Linked DNA regions of Sus scrofa: regions 2 and 3 are each linked to region 1. A link is a contact called in public HiChIP or PLAC-seq data. All regions are on one chromosome and are shown on one strand. Each heading gives the region's core, a stretch centred on a gene start, on an enhancer-like site or on the middle of the called end of the contact. The rest is flanking DNA. Distances are from core to core; before and after follow the strand shown.

The links. HiChIP or PLAC-seq counts read pairs in DNA pulled down with a chosen protein or histone mark.
Region 2: a contact with region 1 is called in an H3K27ac HiChIP or PLAC-seq map of alveolar macrophages. The contact joins two enhancer-like sites. A contact is called at or near these places in 2 of 47 Hi-C or Micro-C datasets (embryonic fibroblasts and epiblast stem cells) and 2 of 2 datasets of contacts at active chromatin or transcription factors (alveolar macrophages and skeletal muscle).
Region 3: an H3K27ac HiChIP or PLAC-seq map of alveolar macrophages shows a contact between it and region 1. The contact joins two enhancer-like sites. A contact is called at or near these places in 1 of 47 Hi-C or Micro-C datasets (embryonic fibroblasts) and 1 of 2 datasets of contacts at active chromatin or transcription factors (alveolar macrophages).

Annotation. Positions count from the first base shown.
Region 1 is chr13:3,434,578-3,438,084 of Sscrofa11.1, forward strand. OXNAD1 (oxidoreductase NAD-binding domain-containing protein 1) reads left to right here. Exons shown (of 8, transcript XM_001925300.5): 6 at 163-405; 7 at 1,164-1,272; 8 at 1,943-2,497. The coding sequence ends at 2,097. Among named protein-coding and RNA genes, the nearest start is that of OXNAD1, 40 kb to the left of the region's middle. Within about 2 kb of position 1,769, at least 22 of the 83 cell types and tissues checked have an H3K27ac peak or open chromatin away from gene starts, as enhancers often do. A contact at or near this core is called in alveolar macrophages, where this site is marked.
Region 2 is chr13:3,646,651-3,650,157 of Sscrofa11.1, forward strand. All of the region lies in intron 2 of RFTN1 (raftlin), which reads right to left. Among named protein-coding and RNA genes, the nearest start is that of RFTN1, 27 kb to the right of the region's middle. Within about 2 kb of position 1,916, at least 8 of the 83 cell types and tissues checked have an H3K27ac peak or open chromatin away from gene starts, as enhancers often do. A contact at or near this core is called in alveolar macrophages, where this site is marked.
Region 3 is chr13:3,581,161-3,584,667 of Sscrofa11.1, forward strand. All of the region lies in intron 3 of RFTN1 (raftlin), which reads right to left. Among named protein-coding and RNA genes, the nearest start is that of TRNAE-UUC, 12 kb to the left of the region's middle. Within about 2 kb of position 1,986, at least 6 of the 83 cell types and tissues checked have an H3K27ac peak or open chromatin away from gene starts, as enhancers often do. A contact at or near this core is called in alveolar macrophages, where this site is marked.

The DNA of each region.
Region 1 (3,507 bases), core at 519-3,018:
GTTCACAGGGCCCTGCAGAGACTGAGAGCAAGCTGTAAAAAATGGTCCTAAAACGGATAAAGATGTAGGGGGTGGACGCACTCAGCTTCACTAAGGAAGAACATGTGGTTTAAGACCTTTGCAATACAGAGGATTAAAGGCTGTTTTCTCTCCCCCCCTTAGTGTACACTGGACTCTGAAGTGGCCGTGAGAGTGGGTGGAGAGTTCTTCTTTGACCCTCAGCCTGCAGATGCTTCTAGAAACCTTGTGTTGATCGCGGGAGGAGTTGGAATTAACCCTCTGCTTTCCATCCTGCGGCATGTGGCAGACCTCCACAGAGAATGGGCGAACAAGGGAAGTGGGTATAAGGTCGGAACAATCAAACTGTTCTACAGTGCAAAAAACACCAGCGAGCTCCTGTTCAAGGTGAGGTGAGAAGTGTGTGTCTCAGAGCTTGCTGTGAGCAAACCTCGTTATGGTATTAGTGCCCAGGGAATTTTCTTCTCCGTCTCTCTTCTCTGCAGCAATTCACAACCAAAGGCTTGAAAGGCTGGATCATGTTCATATGAGAATTAAACAGCACATCTTGCCCAAGACAATTAAAAAAGCTAGTGCTGAGGAGGTTCTTGGGGAAGTATCAGGAGGGCCAGGGCTGGCTGGCTCGGATCTGGAGGTGGACGAGCAGAAAAGCCACTGTGGCCCCGGGGTTCCCCAGAGAGTCAGGAGGCCTACGAATGGGTTTGATGGTGCAGGAGTAGATTGCACCCAGCTGGCTACGTGAAACCCTTATCAGTTGCATCTGTGGAAACTCTAGTCCCTTTGATGGGAGAAGGCTTTCACTCTTTGCAGCTGCAAAGATGAACAAAAGAACAGAAACAGTTAAAAGACACAACTGTGGTCAGTGAAACTGCTGCTTAATTGCCCACACTTGGGAGAAAGGAAAAAGAAAAAACTCCCGGAGAGTTAGTAATATGCTTGTTAGCATATTCAGATTTCAATTAAAGCCGCAGAGCCCTCCGTACTCGCAATGCTCCAGCCTGCTCGGCTGCAAACAATATCTCTAAGTGGAGAGCCGGGGCAGTAGACGTGTGCAGAATGGCAGGGGAGGCTCCGCGTCCGAGGGGGTGCACATCTGTTTTGATTTTTTAAAATTGTAGTGTGACCAAATATGTTTGACATTCCAGAAAAATATCCTCGATTTAGTAAATGAATTTCCTGAGAAGATTGCCTGCAGTTTGCATGTTACAAAGCAGACTACACAAATCAGTGCAGACCTCAAGCCATACATCACGGGTGAGTCCCCTGAAGATATTTTGACTACCTCCATGCCATTATTTTGTGGCTGTGCCAGTTGGTTGAGTAGATGCTTCATTGTTGGAAGTCACTGGCTGGGAATATCACTACCTGGGGAATTGAGAAGTGATTCATCAGGGAAAAATACGGGGAGATTAGTTGGATTTACTTATTACATATAGAGCTCCTATGGCCCATATTAAAAATTTATTCTCCATGTTTTTTAAGGGACCTTTGCATCATCACTGTAGTATGCATACAAAGACCGTATAGTCAGCTTTGATTGCATCAGTGCCATTTGCCATTAATAGTCATTTAGATTTCTCATGGTTTCCCTTTTTTGGAAGGGTTTCTCACAAAGCAGTTTATTTACTTTGTTGAAGGCAGTTTTGAATCTCTCCCAAAGATCAGCACACTCCCTGGTGCTGTCTGGATAGTGCATCATGCTCGGCTGCCCACAGCGCTGCTGTGAATTCAGGAAACCTGGAGACACGCTTCTGCTTCGGTCTGGCCTGGACACCAACAAGAGCCAGTTCGTGGATGACTCAGGACGCAACCCCCTGAGCTTAGTTATTGAAAATAAACACTGTTGCCAAGTTGTGGTTAGCCTTTCCTCTTTTTAATACAAACATGGCTGGCTTAATCTAGTGTCTGTTCTGTTTTTTGGTAGAAGGAAGACTAACGGAGAAGGAGATAAGAGATCATATTTCGAAAGAGACCTTGTTCTACCTTTGTGGCCCACCTCCGATGACAGACTTCTTCTCCAAGGAACTGGCGAGGAGCCACATTCCCAGAGAGCACATTTGCTTTGAGAAGTGGTGGTAGGGGGCAGGCAGAGGTGGAAAAGGGTGAATCAGGAGGGCCTCTAGGATAGTGACAGGCAGCATGCTCTGTGATTTGTGGCAGGATGAATTTACCTCTATCCAGTCTTATATTTTAAGGCTGTGAACTCAGTGACCAGTTGGAGAAGACAAGAAAAGCAGCTGACATACTTAAAGGCCTTTTGCCGAAAAGTTTATTGATGAAACTTTTTTTTACTACGTTGACTTTTATGAATGACTGATTAACTCATGTTGTACCTGGAATTGACCAATACAGGTTTCCTTTCCCCTTAAGGAAAAAAACATGAAAATATGGTTTGTGTGTGAAATGTAGGCTATATTTAAATTATTTTACAGCAGCTTCTCTATCTCATGTTGAATAAACTTAAACATATTCTTGATCATTTCACCTTGAAATTTTTTTTAATTTAAAAAAGTGTTTTTAATGATTTTAATTTTTTCCATTATAGCTGGCTTACACTGTTCTGTCAATTTTCTATAGCACGGCAAAGAGTCTTCACTTTAAAATTCTTTATATTCTTAGCATTAGTGTGGCCTATAGCCTTGCTTCTTCAGACCATTAAAGTTGGGTTTGGAAATAGGAAATTATTAGGAAACTGCTTTAGGGAATTGACTATCCAGCATATTTGCTTCATGTGAATGGATATCCTAAGTATATATACTAATTGTTCATTTCTTCTCAAAGGAAGCCTTTTCTGGGGTTTGTGTCTCGGCTGCCTATTTCAAAGCTGCATGTAGGAAGCAGCTTCTCATTTGGGATAAAGTCTAGGGTGACTTCTGTGTTCCCTGTGGAATCTGCCTTCAGTGGTGGGCTGGTTAGCTGTAGAACTGTGCTTAGGAATGATTAAGGGGTACAGAGCCATTTCCAAATCCTGCTTCTTTGCCTTTTATTTCGTTCTTCTTCCAGGTTGTTCCTGCCACAGCAGCTTCTCACATACCTGTTGAGTAACTGAAAGAAACTTCACACTTTACCGCTTGCTAAGCCTGGGGTCCAGGAAGCAGTCGCCAGGATAAGTGGAGAGAGTGGTGGAACACTGTCCTCAAGTCTGCTCAAGAAAACAGGCTGGGGAGTTCCCCTTATGGCACAGTGGGAATGAATCTGACTAATATCCATGAGGATGCGGGTTCAATCCTTGGCCTTTGCCCTGAGCTATGGCGTACATTGCAGGTGCGGCTCAGATCTGGCATTGCTGTGCCTGTGGTATAGGCTGGCAGCTGTAGCTCCGATTTGACCCTTAGCCTGGGAACTTCCATGTGCCACACCTGTGCCCTAAAAAGCAGAAAAAGGAGAAAGCAGGCTGGGGGGTTCCCATTGTGGCTCAGCAGAAATTGAACTCAGTGGGAGGACAGGGGGCCATCGAACTGACGGGAATATCAGAGTATGTTTAGGGAA
Region 2 (3,507 bases), core at 666-3,165, 210 kb after region 1:
AATTGTAATGTGTGTCATGGGAATGTTTTACAAGCAAGCATTTAAGAGGAGAAACAGAAGATAAACTTGCAGGAGTCGTGCAATGGAGCATGAGGTGCTTTTCAATTTTTTCATGTTGAAGCCCTTCCATTTAGTTTAAACCCAGCAGTGTGTGCAGAGGGATCCAGGAACAAAGAGACCCCAAAGTGAAGGCTCTGCTGTTCTGGAAGATGATGGAGTGTTACAAGTCTCCAGCAGCTTAGTGGCCTAGGACAAATTACTTGAATAACCTCTCCAAACTCAAGTTCTCAATTTATCCTTCCATACCAGGGAGGTAACTCCACCCACCTCAGAAGACTGTGGTTAGTTCATTTAAAAGTGATTGTTACAACACCAAGTGCTGAGTAAACAGCAGCTGTAATTATCACATGTCAAAAATGAAGCTACCACGAGTTTTCTGGGGGCACAGTGGATGGAGATCCGGTGCTGTCAGTGCCATGGCACTGGTTCGATCCCTAGCCTCTGAATTTCCACATGCTGTGGGCACAGCACCCCCCAAAATGAAACTACCAACACTCATCCAGTGTTGCTGAACTGTAAAACGACACACATCCTTTAGAAAACAGTTGGGCCGTTTCTTATAAAGATAAACATACATTTACTGAACAACCTGGCAATTCCACTCCTACATATTCACCCAAAAGAAATGAAAACATATGTCCACAAAAGACTTGCTCACAAATGTGCAATAGCAATTTTTTTTTCTTTTTTGACTGTGCCTGCAATATATAGAAGTTCCTGGGCCAGGCCAGGGATTGAACCCATGCCACAGCAGTGACAATGCCAGATCCTTAACCCACTGGGCCACTAGGGAACTCCCAGAGCAGTTTTTTCAATAACAGCTCCAAACTGGAAACAGCCCAAGTGTTGAACAGGAGGATGATTAAACAAATTATGGCACCACCAACAATGGACTATTACTCAGAAACACAAAGGAGTGAGCTTTTGATCTATACAATGGTGTGGTCGAATTCCAAAAGCATCATGCTATGCTAAAGAAGCCAGACACAAAGCACACATACTGTAGGATTCCGTTCCTATGTTATTCTTGAAGAAGCAAAACTCATCTACAGTGACAGAAAGCAAACCAGCAGCTGTCTGAGGCAGGAATTGGGGACAGGCATGAGGGAATCTTCTGGAGTAATGAAAAAGTTCTTTATCTTGAGTGTGGTGGTAATTACATGGGCGTTTACATTTAATGAAACTCATCAGGCCATACACCTCAAATGGGTGTATTTTATAGTATGTAAGTTATACCTCAACAGGTTTCATTTTTTGTTTTTTGTCTTTTTAGGGCTGCACCCATGGCATATGGAGGTTCCCAGGCTAGGGGTCAAATTGGAGCCGTAGCCGTTGGCCTACACCACAGCCACAGCAATGCCAGATCCGAGCCATGTCTATGATCTACACCACAGCTCACGGCAACACTGGATCCTTAATCCACTGAGTGACGCCAGGGATTGAACCGGCTCTTCATGGATGCTAGTCGGATTCGTTAATTGCTGAGCCATGACGGGAACTCCTTAAAGTTATTTTTTTATACTGAGACAATACCACTCAGCAGGCCTGGCAGGGTGGCACTGAGCCCTCCCTAAGGTGCAGTAGGAAAATCCTGTGCGAAGAGAGTCCACACAGAGAATACTGGATTCTGATTCCACTTACTACCCACTGTCTGTTGAGGCAACTTCCTCATCTGAAAAAAAAAAAAAAAGAAAAGAAAAGCTACCTTCCCTCTGGCTCTCTGGGCTGCTTGGATGATGGAGTGAGAGCGTCATGTAAAAAGGCTTTAAAACAGAGCATCCACCTGTGTAGACACCATGCCAGCCAGCCAGCTGCCCAGCAAACTCACTTCCTCCTCCACCCTCCCCGCCTCACTCCCTCCCCTGCCAGTCAGTCCCCCCACCGCTTCCTGATCTCTCATGACCCCGCCCACTTCCCTGGTCCCTAAGGCCACCCCTTCAGCTGAGGCTACCTTCACTCCTTGCCTAATTATTGCAATGGCTTCCAAATGCTTTCCTTCCCCCCCGCCTTTTTTTTTTTTTTTTTTTTTGCTTTTTAGGGCTGCACTTGCAGCATATGGAAGTTCCCAGGCCAGGGGATCGAATCGGAACTATAGCTGCCGGCCACAGCCACAGCCACAGCAACGCAGGATCCAAAGCGAATATGTGACCTACACCTCAGCTCACGGCAGCACCAGATCTCTGATCCACTGAGCAAAGCCAGTGATCAAACCCACATCCTCATGGATACTAGTCAGATTCGTTCCCACCGAGCCGCAACAGGAACTCCTCCCCCAGTTGTTTTGTTTTTGGCAGCACCTGTGGCATGGTAAAGTTCCTGGGCCAGGGAGCAAACCCACATCCCAGCAATGACCCAAGACAGCAGCGACAATATCAGGTCCTTAACCCATCAAGCCACCAGGGAACTCTATCCTCTCTCCTAGTTTTATCCCTACCATCCTTTTTTACTCTAAACCCAGAGCAGGCTTTCCAAAATACAAATTTGATCACATCACCTACCCTCTTCCCACCTTTAAGGCCTTCAGGGCTCTTTAGAGAGCCTAGACTCCTTAGTTTAAGGCCTAAGACCTTTAGTCATCTGGCCCCAACTTACTTTTCCCAAAGGCCACACTCTAACGAACTTGAACCACATACAGCTTCCCATTTATGCCATGTTGTCTCTGTGTTCTGGCCCCTCCCACAGGTTGACCCCTTTTCCTGAAAAGATCACCTCTTCCCACCCTCATTCTCCTACCTGGCTAACTCCAAATCCATCTGTCCTTGACGCACATACCACCCAACCAGACTGTGGGCCACGACATCCCCTCTGTCACCATCACTCTCACATCAAGTACTACAGTCACATGGTTCTTCACCTGTAAGATTTTACTTTTTCCATTTTTTTGAAGTTTTATTGAAGTATAGTTGATTTACAATGTTGTGATAATTTCTGCTGTACAACAAAGCGATTCAGTTATACACACATTCATTCTTTTTCAGATTCTTTTCCCACATAGATTATCACAGAATTTTGGGTAGAGTTCCCTGTGCTCTACAGCAGGTCCCCCTGGCCAGTCATTCCATATACCTCAGAGTGCATATGCCCATCCCAAGCCCTCAGTCCATCCCTCCCCTTCTATCTGTCCTCTTTGGCAACCATAAGTTTGTATGAAATCTTGAATTTTTTTTTCTTTTGCTTTTTAGGGCTGCATCACTGGCATGTGGAAGTTCCCAAGCTAGGTGTCGAATTGGAGCTGCAGCTGCCACCCTACCCTACAGCCACAGCAACACAGGAACTGAGCTGCATCTGTGACCTGCCAAATCCTTAACCCACTGAGTGGGCCAGGGATTGAACCCGAGTCCTTGTGGATACTAGTCGGGTTCGTTACCACTGAGCCACAGCAGGAACTCCTGAAACCTTAAATTTTATTTCATGTTTTCACCTGTAAGATGTTGAAACGATGTAGAC
Region 3 (3,507 bases), core at 736-3,235, 150 kb after region 1:
GCTGGGTGGGGTGGGGCAGAGGGAAGACTGCCAGTTATAGGGGGAATTGATGTCAGGTTGGCTCATTAGTTAGCAGAAAAACCAGCAGACAGGCACACCCCTCACTGCCCCTTTGATAAGAACCATCACTAGCTGGGGTGGGGCAAGCATACAGGAGGGTCATCCTGTGAGTAGGTGGAGGTGAAGCAGGCATGGGTCAAGCAAGGGATGGACAAGGAGCAAGAGAACAGCCCTCCTGAGTAGCCTGAATACTCAGTAATGTAATGCATTTGAATTCCACTTATGGTCCACAAAGATTTCCCTTCCTTTGATGGGCACCCTTTGGATGTCTTTTAAAAAGAAAAAAAAAGTGAAAAATAACATACATATACCCTAGTGGCAAATCATTGCTATCTGGGCAATGAAAGGATCCTGTGTGTGTGTGTGTGTGTGTGTGTGTCCTTGTTTTCCATTACTTGGGTCCATACTGTGTGGCTACATTAACAAGATGCACTTTTGGCGGTTAAATATGTAAACCAAAGACAGATCCATCTTTTGATGAATTTATGGTCGTGTAGTGAAAGACAGCAAAATTCTAGGGCATGGTTTTATTCCACTCAATTCAGAAAAATTCTATTGAGCACACCTACTCAGCACCTGGCACTCTACGTAAGTAATTGAAATCTAAAAATGAAATACTAGGCGCAGTGGTTAACGAATCCGACTAGGAACCATGAGGTTGAGGGTTCGATCCCTACCCTTGCTCAGTGGATCAAGGTTCCGGTGTTGCCGTGAGCTGTGGTGTAGGTTGCAGACGCGGCTCGGATCCTGCGTTGCTGTGGCTCTGGCGTAGGCTGGCAGCTGCAGCTCCGATTAACCCCTAGCCTGGGAACCTCCATGTGCTTCAGGAGTGGCCCAAGAAATGGCAAAAAGACAAAAAAAAAAAAAAAAAAAGAAATACTTAGCGAGGGGGAGGGGAGGTGGACAGATATATGAAAAACAGTATTGGGAGGAGTTCCCTGTTGGCTCAGTGGGTTAAGGATCCAGTGTTGTCACTGCTGTGGTATGGGTTGATCCCTGGCCAGGGAACTTCCACATGCCACAGGCGCAGCCAAAAAAAACAATAAAAAAATAAAATAATAAGAGAAGTCTGATGATGTGTGAAAGGAGAAGCAGCAGCTCAAAGGATGGAGGATGGAGGCATTACACAGAAATCTTAAAGGCTGCAAGACAGCAGCCAGTGGGTAGTGTCAGGGAGATCCAATGTTGTTTTGTTTTTTGGGGTGTTTTTAGGGCTGCAGGTGCAGCATATAGAAGTTCCCAGGACAGGGATCGAATCAGAGCTACAGCTTCAGCAACTCGGGATCCAAGCTGCATCCGAGACTCACACCACAGCTCATGGCAACGCCAGATCCCCAACCCACTGAGAGAGGCCAGGGATCGAACCCACATCCTTATGGATACCAGTCGGGTTCGTTACCACTGAGCCACAATGGGAACTCCCACCAGTGTTATTTTGAAAGAGTGAAGCAACAGCTTAAATGAGAATTTGTCATGTAAAAATCCAGATTTCTGGTTTTTCTTTAAAAAAGTACAAGATCTGGCAATGCTTGGCAGCAATGGGGCAGAGTTAGGCATGGGCTCTCCAATACCTACACGCCCCCACTTAAGGTACCTGGCCCCACAGACATCTGGGTTTGTAAGCCCATCTTAGAACAAAGGCAGAGTCTTTTCAGATTCCTACCTCAAGAGGGAAAAGGTGAACATTCTCTGAGATTTGCTTTCCTGGAAACAAAACAGCAAGAAGCCAAACGACTTGTCTCTCTCTGCATCACCTGACACTGAGCGGCCAGACTGACACTCAGTTCAGACTCTGTGCTGCTCATAAGTCCTTGGTGTGATCAGAGAGGAAAAACTTCTCAGGCTCCAAGCATACAGTCAGTTTGAAACAGAGCAAACTCAGGACAGCTCTGTGTATCTCTTCTAGGAATCACTGGAAGCATCTCTTCTAAGAATAACTAAGCAAATGAGGACCCAGCAGCCAGGGCCTGGTCAGTAACAGGGAAGTGGGCGGGTTCTCATGGGGTCACCGACTCCCACGGTTTCCCACAGCTTCACCTTCTCTCCTGGCTTCTGGCTGCCCCATGAAGTACGGATGTACTGATGAAAGGGTCCTCCATCACCAGCAGCAGCCACTAATGTGATGCAACCAAACGGATGCCCTTCATCTCCTGCTGTGGATGTGGTCCGTTTTCCACTCAGGTCCCCTCCCCTCCTCCTCCTGGTGCTGTGCGTCCCCCAGCTTCTTTGGCTGCTGGAGCTGCTACTTTGCCTGGATGTGCCCCAAACCTGGAAGTGTCCTGGGGCAGCTCTCGGCCACTAGCTCCTGGAGGCAGGAGTATGAAAACCCATTCGCCAGCCTCAAATGGACCCCCCACCCCCTGAAGGACCAGCTGGCTCTTCCCCTTCCCTGCCCCTATCCCCCATTTCCACCCTAACTGATTCCTCCTGGGAGCGCTTCCTTAATAATCACTTGCATGTGCAGCCTCCTCTGGGGTCTGCATCTGAGAAAACCCCACCCAGACACATCCCCTCCCCTCCCCCACCCCAGGCCCTTCCAGTTACCACTCCCAGCCTCAGAGTCAAAAGCTCACTCAGACTTTGATTTGTCCTCTTCCTCCATGCTGCCTCTTTCCAGCTAGACATTAAATCCGCTGTTTCCTCCTATGGGACATATACTTCACCCTCTTACTCCCACTGACTGTAGCTACCCATCCTTCCCACTGGGACGGATGCCATGTTTTCCCATTTTCTTTCCCTCTTCGGCCTTTGAAAACACAGCACTTCTAACAGTTGTTCCTTTAAAACAAAACAAACATATTGCAGTGCTTCCCCACTGACTTCAGGATCAAGTTCAAACTCAGCTCCCGCCACCAGAGGCCTCCTGATCTAAGCCCCTGGGCTTCTCATGCCTTTTCCCCTCATTTCTCTCTGGACCTCATGCTACAGTCACCTCACATCCTCCGTGGTCTACTTTTCCAGGCTCCAGGCTGCCCTGGGCCAGTCTTGCTTCCTGGGAGGCCCTTCCCACCACTGGTGCACCTGTTCAAAATTACCCATCCGTCCAGACTTAGAGCAAATGGAAGCCACAGACCCTCTTGTTCTAAAGTCCCTTCATTAATAAATTTCAGGTGAGACGTAAAAACCAAGTCACATAGATTTGGCTGGGCATTCACACAATTTGCATATAGACTTTACATCCTCCTAGCAGATAGGTTTCTTGAGAGCTGGGAGCTCTTTAGAGTCATCTTTGCATACTTATCTTAGAAAAATCTAACCGAAAGGGCGGAAACGTTTACCACTTAAAACGCTGCCAGTTATTCGCAACAAGCAGATGTTGCTCCAGAATGGATGTGAGACGGGGGGTGTGGCGATCCTGTTCCCCCAAATGCCTCTCTGAGTACAAGCATCTCACCATCCTATGTGTGATTCTAATGAACACTCACTATAAACCTGAACCGCCTTACT